2 separate regions of the Mus musculus genome follow, and region 2 is linked to region 1. Evidence: chromatin contacts called from public HiChIP or PLAC-seq data. All regions are on one chromosome and are shown on one strand. Each heading gives the region's core, a stretch centred on a gene start, on an enhancer-like site or on the middle of the called end of the contact. The rest is flanking DNA. Distances are from core to core; before and after follow the strand shown. Region 1 overlaps Rbm47 (RNA binding motif protein 47). Region 2 holds the start of N4bp2 (NEDD4 binding protein 2).

The links. HiChIP or PLAC-seq counts read pairs in DNA pulled down with a chosen protein or histone mark.
Region 2: an H3K4me3 HiChIP or PLAC-seq map of embryonic stem cells shows a contact between it and region 1, with 9 read pairs. The contact joins the promoter of N4bp2 here to the enhancer-like site in region 1. A contact is called at or near these places in 3 of 39 promoter capture datasets (the C10 cell line, hippocampal neurons and pre-B cells) and 2 of 115 datasets of contacts at active chromatin or transcription factors (both in embryonic stem cells).

The regions. Positions count from the first base shown.
Region 1 is chr5:66,137,983-66,142,478 of GRCm38.p6, reverse strand. All of the region lies in intron 2 of Rbm47 (RNA binding motif protein 47), which reads left to right. Among named protein-coding and RNA genes, the nearest start is that of Gm26725, 11 kb to the left of the region's middle. Within about 2 kb of position 2,393, at least 72 of the 459 cell types and tissues checked have an H3K27ac peak or open chromatin away from gene starts, as enhancers often do. A contact at or near this core is called in embryonic stem cells, where this site is marked.
Region 2 is chr5:65,761,138-65,765,633 of GRCm38.p6, reverse strand. It overlaps N4bp2 (NEDD4 binding protein 2), which reads right to left and starts at 2,113. Exons shown (of 20, transcript NM_001024917.1): 1 at 2,044-2,113.

The sequences.
Region 1 (4,496 bases), core at 1,144-3,643:
TTGTCTTTTTTTTTTTTAAGTACTTCCCTTGGGTCAGCTGGATTCCTGCTAAAATAATATTTCTTTTTGTTGTTCTTTATTTTCAAAAGTAATGACATGGTTCTTAGGACAGCAAGGCTTTGCCAAGGGTAGGCCCAACTTCTGGAGACAAAGTTATCTTTGTGTATCCACAAGTAGGAGGATCTGGTAACCCCAGAAAACTCAATGGGGCACTGGGACTGCATTGACAGAGGATCCCATGCCTATTGGTGTCTTTCCGTGTTATGCCTACCAGCTAATATTTGTAAGCAATTCCTCTACATATTCTACTGCTTTAGACCTTTAGACCTACGCAGGGAAGAAGTCCTTGGTTACTGATTCGATTTGGGATTATCTAGATGATAAAAACCAAGGGGCCTTGAACTTAAGAGCCACTCATGAGGAACTGAAAACATAGGCCTACACTACTGGGCCTGGCCCCTAACTTTGGATTGTTGTCACCAAAGAACCCTACTCCAAGAGAGAACTGTCTTTTGTGGTCTTTTCTAGATGGATCCATGATTCTTCCTAATGTTACATGCAACTTTCAATGAAAGGCCATTGCTGATGTCTGTAGACCCTGTTGTTGTGTGATTAAACTTCCTATGAGATGCAACACATGTCTCCTTTCTTCACCCCAGATAGGAACCCCTAAGAGACTATAAAGTACAGACACCACCAAAGTCCAACTTGGTGAACCATGAGTCTTAATGGGATTACTTACAGGAATATGTGTGAGGGGTCACTGACAGGAGCAGAAATGACTCATAGACACCTGCATCACTAAAGTCCAGCCTAGCATGGGTGACAGACAGCTCACAAAGCTGAGAACCTGGAATGCTCTGCATTGCCTGCAGGCAGCTCAAGTCGGTTGGAGACTGTCCTTTCCAGGTGCTTCAGTTGACCTATACCTCTCCCAGACGCCTCGGCTGGTTTCTTTTCTTCCAGGCATCTGGTGCAATCTCAAAAAGCCTTCTCAGCAGCGCAGCCTCCTTCAGTCTGAGGGGACTCTGAGTTTGTACTGCTTCTTCAGGCAGGGCATCAGGGCAGGGCCTGGTGCATCTGCTCAGTTTCAGGGACTTCCCTGAAGCTATTTTGAGTTGCTTAAAGAGCAGGCGCTTCCTATTGGATAGAATGTTTCAATCTTGGAGGAAATTGTTACAGTATCTGCCATCTTCCCTCCCCCTCCTCCATTTTTTTTTGGTTTATTTTTGTTTTGTGTAAGTGTTTTGTTTGTTTTGGTATTATAGTTGTCCATATTATATGTGGGAGAAAAGAGTGGTTATCTGCTAGTTTACCATTGAAACTGGACTCCATTCTGGAGATGACTAATGTGAATTAGAAGTTGTGGGTATATAAAACTGTAACATGTTACACTGATACACTTGTATTGGGCCTTATTGCCTAGTATTAAGTAATCACACTCACTATAGGACTTGGCCTGTGGCATCGAAGCTTACCTTTTTTCTCTTGGGACAAGGTATCAGTATGTAACCCTGGGTGGCCTTGAACTTACTCCATAGATCAGATTGACCTTTCCTCCAGGGTCTGGGGTTAAGGTGTAGGCAGGCCACCATTGGCTTTTACTTACGCTCTTTCCCCAGAACATAGAGTGGGTTCCTTGGAAGCAGGAAGCTTTTGTGTTTGTGTAACATACACAGTCCTCAGGTATTTTGAGTGGTCTAATACAAAAAGCAGGTTCTTCCTCTAAAGACGTCACCACCTAGAATAAGATTTCTGCATCTCATAGGCATTTCTTATATGTAAATATATAGTCTTACTCAGACACTATCCTCCAATTTTTTCCAAAAGCATTTCACCAAAGTGTGTCAAAGAATCGATAGGATGAAGCTTTAGTGAATTGAGGCAGGAAGGAACCTGTAGCAGCTGAGCCTCTAGAACCAAGGCATGATGGGAGGTGGTGGGGGCTGACGTGGAGCTCAGGTGCCTACCACCCCATTCTGCAGTAGCATTCTTTCAAATATCTAACTTACCCAGGCTTTATTTGTTTTTTGTTTTGTTTTGTTTAGCACCCAGTGCCTGGCAGCTAAACCTCCACACATCCAGCCCCACACCATACCGGAACTTCGGTGGTACACTCAGAACACAATTCAGAAAAGAAGAAAAGGACATTTCCTTGTGACTAGGAAATGCTTTCTAGATGATTAACAGGAGAAAGGTAGATTTTTCTCAAAGTCAGGTTGACCAAAGGGAAAACTATCCCAAAGAGGAAGGTCACTGTGAGGTGACTCTCCCTGCCCTGGAGCCTTGTACAGTGTGGTTTTCTGGTGGGTCTGTGGTATTGAGTATCAGAAGGGAGATGAGGAAGGAGGGCAGGTTGCTGGGAAGTCCTGAGAGCTACCTCTAGTCGTGTGGGCAGAGCAAAGAGAAACCAGTCTGAGCCAGCTCTCCCCACCAGTGTAAGCAGCAGGTTTGCCCAAGGCCCTGCTTTGCTCTTTGCTCCACACTGTGAGTTCCAGAAGCTACCTGGGGATCTATGGCGATGTTTCAGTGAGCAACAGAACCCACGGGCTCAGCTGGTGTTAATGAACCTTTTAGGAAATGAGCCAGTTGGAACCTTCGGGAGCCCCTGGATCCTGAAGGGAAGAGGTGTGACCTCTGATCTCACACATCCCACAGACAGGCTCCTCCCACCTTGACTGAAGCCAATCTGTTAATTCCTCCCCTGGCTCCTGCATTGCCCTCTCCCTCCTCACGTACACCCTCCACCCCATCTGTCAATCACACCTCAGCCTTTGAGGATTACAGGTGTGTGCCACTAAGTACATCTTTATATGGCGCTGGGGATTGAGCTCAGGGCTTTGTGCACACTGGGCAGGCTCTCTGGTTCTGAGATGTATTCTCACTGTGGTGTTCAGGCTTGCCACAAATTCCCAGGCTCCAGCAATGTCTCTGCCTCACTTTCAGCCTATCACTTTGCCCGGCCATATCCCCCTAGTTAAAATAACACTTCTGCCTTTCGTGTTGGTTCTCCCCTCTCTCTTCTTCCTCCCCTACTCTCCCTCATACCGCGACAGAATTTTAGTTTTAATTCTATGCATATGTATGTATGGGTATGTGCGTGGGTGTCTGTGCACATGAGTGCAGATGCCTGTAGAGTCTAGAGGTACTGTGTCCCCAAGAGCTGGAGATACAGGCGGTTAGGAGCTGCCTGGTGTGGGTGCTAGAGACCAAAGTTAGGATTTCTGCAATAGCAGGAGAAGACATCCTTAAACACTCAGCCCTTTTCCAGCCTCCATTTATCACTTTTTTAGCATGCTGTTTGTGTAGTTTATGTAGTCTCTCTCTCCCTGACTGGAATGCCTACTTCATTCATTGGGATGTCCCAAACACCTTAGGGGTAACCTCAGCCACCCCATCAGTGATCCACAAATATTTGTTGAATGAACGAGTTAAACAGCCAGGCTTTTAAACAACACAAAACATGACCCCCAAATGAAGAGTATGTGTATACCTTATGTGTAGTAATCAAAACACAACCAGGGCTGCATCTTCTCACTGAACGTGGGTTTTCTGCGAGGCCACTCTTAGGCTGCCATGTTTTCTGTGGTCTCATTATTTTCTGCATTCACCAGCCTTTCATAGAACCCGAGGACTAAATGACGTCCTAGGCAGAGCCATGGGGCTGCGATGTCACAATCCTTTCTGCACTTCTCCGTTTCCAAATCAAAGCCGCCTCTTCGGCAGGCTTCCTGCCGCTCGCCTGCCTGTAAATCTCCTAGCCCTCCCTTCTGAGCTGCTTTTGTGAATTGCATGTCCTGCAGTTAATTGCACTCAACTAACTCTTGTTAACTATATTCATCACTTTTTCTGTGGTTTAATTTTAATGAATGATTCTTCTGAAAGTAACTGTTGACAGTGTTCTTCATTATCTCTTCTGACCTCTGAGGCATTGCCAAAATGCCGCTAATGGATTTTTTTTTTTCATTATGGTTTTTTTTTTTTTTAAACTGGGGGTGGTGGTGCTGGGGTTGAACCTGTGTATGCCAGGCAGGTACTCCACCACAGCTACCCGCATCCCCTTGGAGCCCTTTAGTGAGGTATTTGCCTTGACCTGGCATGCGACAGAAGTGCTGATATCTTTAGTATTGCCAGAGAACTTCTGCATGAGTCCTTGGCCTTGCCTTTTACGGATGAGCAGCAAATGTCTTCCTGGTCTGCCTTCGTTAGTCTTCTTCGATCTCCCTTCCTGGAATTATCTGGGTTTAGTAAGCTCACTTTCTCTGCTTTTTGAAGGTCCAGTCCCCTTTGCTTTCCCTTCCTTGTTTAATGCATAACTCACTAAAAACAGCCTCCCTAATGGTTGGTAGAAGTCTGTGGTTCCTAGCTAATTCCTGTCAACTAATATTTGTAGAGTTTTGTTGTTGTTGTTATTGTTTTGAGACAGAGAGAGTTTTGCTGTGTTGCCCAAACTGGCAATCCTCCTGCCTCAGTTCTCCAGTACTGGGATTATAGGC
Region 2 (4,496 bases), core at 864-3,363, 380 kb after region 1:
AGCCATTTCTTTCTAATTCTTCCCAATACCTCCACCATGTAGCACACACACACCCCCATCTCCGCAGAACATTTAAATAATACGTTGGCATAGTAACTGAAAATTGACTGACCTTTAACCAAAACAAAACAAAACAAAAATCGGCTGAAAGAAAACTGAACCACACTTATCAACACACAAAAACGCATTGTTATGTTTCGTAAAAATTATTTTTGTGAAAACTGAACCACTGGAGTTCGAACGAGTTGCATCTGAGAGCTAATTTGAAGGCCAACCGTAGAAGTGATTTTTTTTTTTAAGGAAAGAAAAGGCGAATGGTGCTATCGAAGGGTACTGTATTAAAAAGAAATAAATTAACTGGGGGCGGAGAGGCAGCTGCAAATCAGTCATTGTTTTCTGAAAGGCCAGGTTATCTCCGGGATTTTTTTTCCCCCCCTCGGAGGCTCAACCAATCCCCACCTTTTCTGAGTTAACCAGTCTCCAGGCAAGCCGCGCTTCTTGATTGGCTCGGAGACACCGAGTAGAAAAAGCAGCCAATCCTTCGCAAGCCAGACCTGTGCTATGGAGACGTTACAACCACTGCATGGCAAGAGTGTGTACAAACCTGTCGGTACAGCAAGGCCACCTCCCACTCCTAAAGACATGTGCGGAAGGATTCCCTAAAGCCAGCGGGCCCTGCCTCCGATCTGGCTGGCATCGAGTTAAAAAAAAAATTCTTCCCGCTCTCTTTTTGGGGCAGGAATAAAGAAAGTGTTGTAACCAAAAGCGCGAGCGGGATAAACTGCCCCGCGGTCTGACTCCGTCTCTCGAAGCCCGGTTTTCGGAGAGCGAGAGGGAAAGTTACGGATGGGAAGGGGTGAGGGTCGCGGGCGCACCCGCCCGGAGGGAGGCCAGCCTGCCGGTGTGGAGTGAGCTTGCGAGCGAGCGTGCGTGCGTGTGGTTTGGAAGTGAGTAAATAAACAGCTCTACGGGCACTACCAGCCCGGGCAGGCGGCCCAAGTTCCCACAAGGCTCGGCCTGGGAAAACGGCGGGGCGCTCGCAGGGGCGCGAGGTCAAGTCGGGGCGGGAAGGCACCCGGAGAATCCGGGGGCGGGAGGGGTGTGTCGGGGCCTGGAGGCCCGCCAGGCGCTGGAGGAGCTGCCGGGGAAGCTGCCGCGGCGCCCGCCTTCGCTCGGCCTCGGGCCCCGCGCCAGGGCCCGCCTCCCGCGACGCCTCACTCCCCTTCCGCCCGCCCGCCCGCCCGGCCCGTGCCTGCCCGGGGTTGCCGCGTCTCTCGCTCGCCGCCCGCCTCGGGCCCTCCTCCTCTGGGACTCCGCGCTCCCGGGATCCCCTCCCGCTCTTTTCCTCCCCGAGTCCCGCCGCCCGCCTCGCCAACCTCCGCCTTTACCTGCTGCGGGAGCGGGGCGTCGAAGCCCCCGGGCCGTGTCGTCGAGTAAGCGCCGCGGGTCCGCAACCCTTTCCCGCCGCCGCCAGCCACTACGCTCTCCGGCGCGGCGCGGCGCGGCGCGGGGCTGGCGAGCAGCTGTGTCCGCGGGGCGGGGGTGGGGGAGACGCAGCGAGCGTGCGGAGCGAGGACACACTGCCGCTCTCCGTCCGACCGGGGAAGAGCAGCCGCGCAGGAGCCCGCCGCGAGAGGGCGGGTGGGCGGCCGCGTGGGGAGGGGTCTCGCGGCCGCCGCAATGGCTGCCACGTAGCCAGGTGGATCTCCGCCCCCGCCCCGGGGCCGCGACCTCTGCTGCTCCGCACACCCCCCACCCACCCACCCCGGGCTCTCCAGGATGCGTCGGCCCGCGCCCGCCACGGCGCCGGCCCGGAGACCCGAGCCCACCGGTGCTGGCGCCTCGCTGGCTCCGTTACGAGAAGTGAGTCCCGGGCCTGGCGGGAGGCGCAGCCCGGGACCCGCGGGGCCCCCCGAGGCTCTCCCGGAAGCTTGCGGCCCGCCGCTGTCCCCCGAGGGCTCCGGGGAAAGGCAGGCGCTGGGACCCCCCCTACTGCTGCCCGTGTAAGCGCCCCGGTGAGCCGCGGCCGGGTCTAACCCTCACCTCTCTCCCGAGCCCGAAAAGCAAAACAAGGTCGTTCTGGCCCTGGGCAGCGAGGGAGGAACTAGGAGCTGGGGCGGGCGGGACTGCAGCTGCGAGGTCGGCGGGGCGAGGCGATGGGCCCCGCGCTGTCCCCCACGGGGGCCCGCTCACTCGGGGCGGACGGGCGGCGGCGCCCCGCGGGAACAAAGGGCCCCGCGGCCCCAGCAACCGGGACGGAGGCTGCCGGGATCCAGCCCGCGCCGCCAACGTGCGGTCGGAACCCGCTGGCCTGAGCCCAAAAGAGCTGCGGCCTTTGCCAGTGTGGAGCTGGAGTTTTCAGGTGCCAAGAAAAAGCAACAGTGTTCCCTTTCCCTGTTAACGATCCTGGATGATTAGCCCGTCCCCTAAGCCCGCTCCATGTTTTTCCTTGTTGGACTCTGACTTCCTTGCTTAATTTGTTCTGTCCTGACATGAAACGATCAGAGTACAAAAGTGTGTGTCTCTCTCTAGCCTTCTGATTAATGATGCTACTGGTCGTTTCGGAGTTTTTAGTTTTGTTCTTTTTGTTTTTGTGTCTGTTTTCTCCTGGACTTTCCTCTCTCTTTGCAATTACTTTGTATTTTTCACTGCCCCCCCCCCCCGTAGTAAAATAACCTCTTGATATTCATCCACATCAGAGAGACAGATTATCTGTCAATTGTTATGGCAATTATTTAAACTGAATGTAGATTTGGAAAGAATACAAGTGAAAAAAATCCCTTTAGATCTGGCTTGAACATTCTCACACTCAATGAGCAAATGGTCTAGTGGGGTTTTTTCTAGAAACTGGTGTATTTAAGCAAAGAAACTAGTGTACTTAAGCAAATAAATGTTCTAATGAAATCTCCCACACAGAAAAGAATATGAATGGATGTGTTTTTTATTTTCTTTGTCTTTTTAGAGATCTCTTGAGTTTCAGTGTTTAAAAATATATACTATACAAACATCTTTATTAAGGCTTATTCTAAATATGGTAAACAAAAGAAATTTAATAGTCTACAATCCCGAGCGTAAGTAGCTACTGCTGAGAACCTAACATTAATCTGTTTCTAAGCAGCTATTAGGAGCCTAATAACTGTAATATATGCCACTTTTGAAATGAAAGAAACTTAGTAATTATAGACTTCAAACAAACCTAGCAAATTTATATTAATTTTGTTCATCTGAAATATGTTCAACGTGATAATAAAAACTTGTATTTAAGTTCTTGAATTTCTTTTGAACATCTGTTAAGGATTTATCACATCTTAAGTCCAAATAATAAAAGGGGGGAATTCTTAAACATTAGAAAATATATTTCAAGGGACAGCACCACCCAATCTGAATTACTTTTGCTTACTATGTCAAAAGAAAAGTATCAAACCCATAAAATTCTCACAGATGTAAAGAACAAAGCCATCTTTACCAGTGTGCACAATGCCAGGCTTGCTTTATGAATACTTCCAAGGACTCCTCTTTCCTTATTGGCTCACATTCTAAGCCAATAGGAAAAGTACAACACATCTTTCAAAGGAGGAGACAGCATTGGAATAAATGGATTGTTTATCACATTCATTCTCTCTCCAGCTTAGGTCCTGTAGTTTCAAAGGAGACATGTAAGAGTCTGAATTACTGAGTCTCCAGACAGGGGTGCTACTTCTCAGGGGTGCAACTCCACCTCTGCAGTCTTCCAGTTGACTAGAGTATAATTGGTTATAATTAATTGTGTGAAAGTAGTATTTAAAATACCAGATGAATATGTAGAATGGCAAAATGCTACCAGCTAATACTTTTAATAATGAGGTGACTACTCAAATTTTAGTTAAAAAACTGGCCCTTAAAGGAACTAGAGATTTGTAAATGTTTTCAGAACATTTGGAACATATTTATTGTATAAATTATAAAGCTGTTTGTTTATATTTGCATTTGGAGCCTAAGTATGATTTCATTGCCACAAAAAGTAATGTATGGCACCTTTATTTCCCTCTGCTTAATTCTAGATTTTACAGATGTATGATCTCTTACTGGATTACCAACTCCTGGAAGATAGGTTGTTTCCTGCTCAGCCTTGTATTCCTCACTGCCAAATTCAGAAACTTGTACAAAAGAAGCAGTGTGCTATGTTAAAGATGGGATAAACAGGGATAGCAAATCAAAAAGTCCATCTGCTTCTCTCCTTAGTTACATAATAGCAGATCAGTTGTTTTAGTTCCCCTGTCTTCAGATCTCATCTCTCATAAGGTCTGGGAATGTAGCTCAGTAACACCCTACTTACTGTTCTTGTCTCGTGTGTGAAGCCTCAGACTACAAAAGCCAAACAAGTCCCATGGAAATGGGATAGTAGGTGCTACCGCTGTTATCTAAAGTAAACACGTTTCAGTGGATTGTGTCCTTACCACATAGACAGTGGTGTTCTGTGCCCTCAGAGTTGCTTCAGTACTCCAAAGTCAGTTACA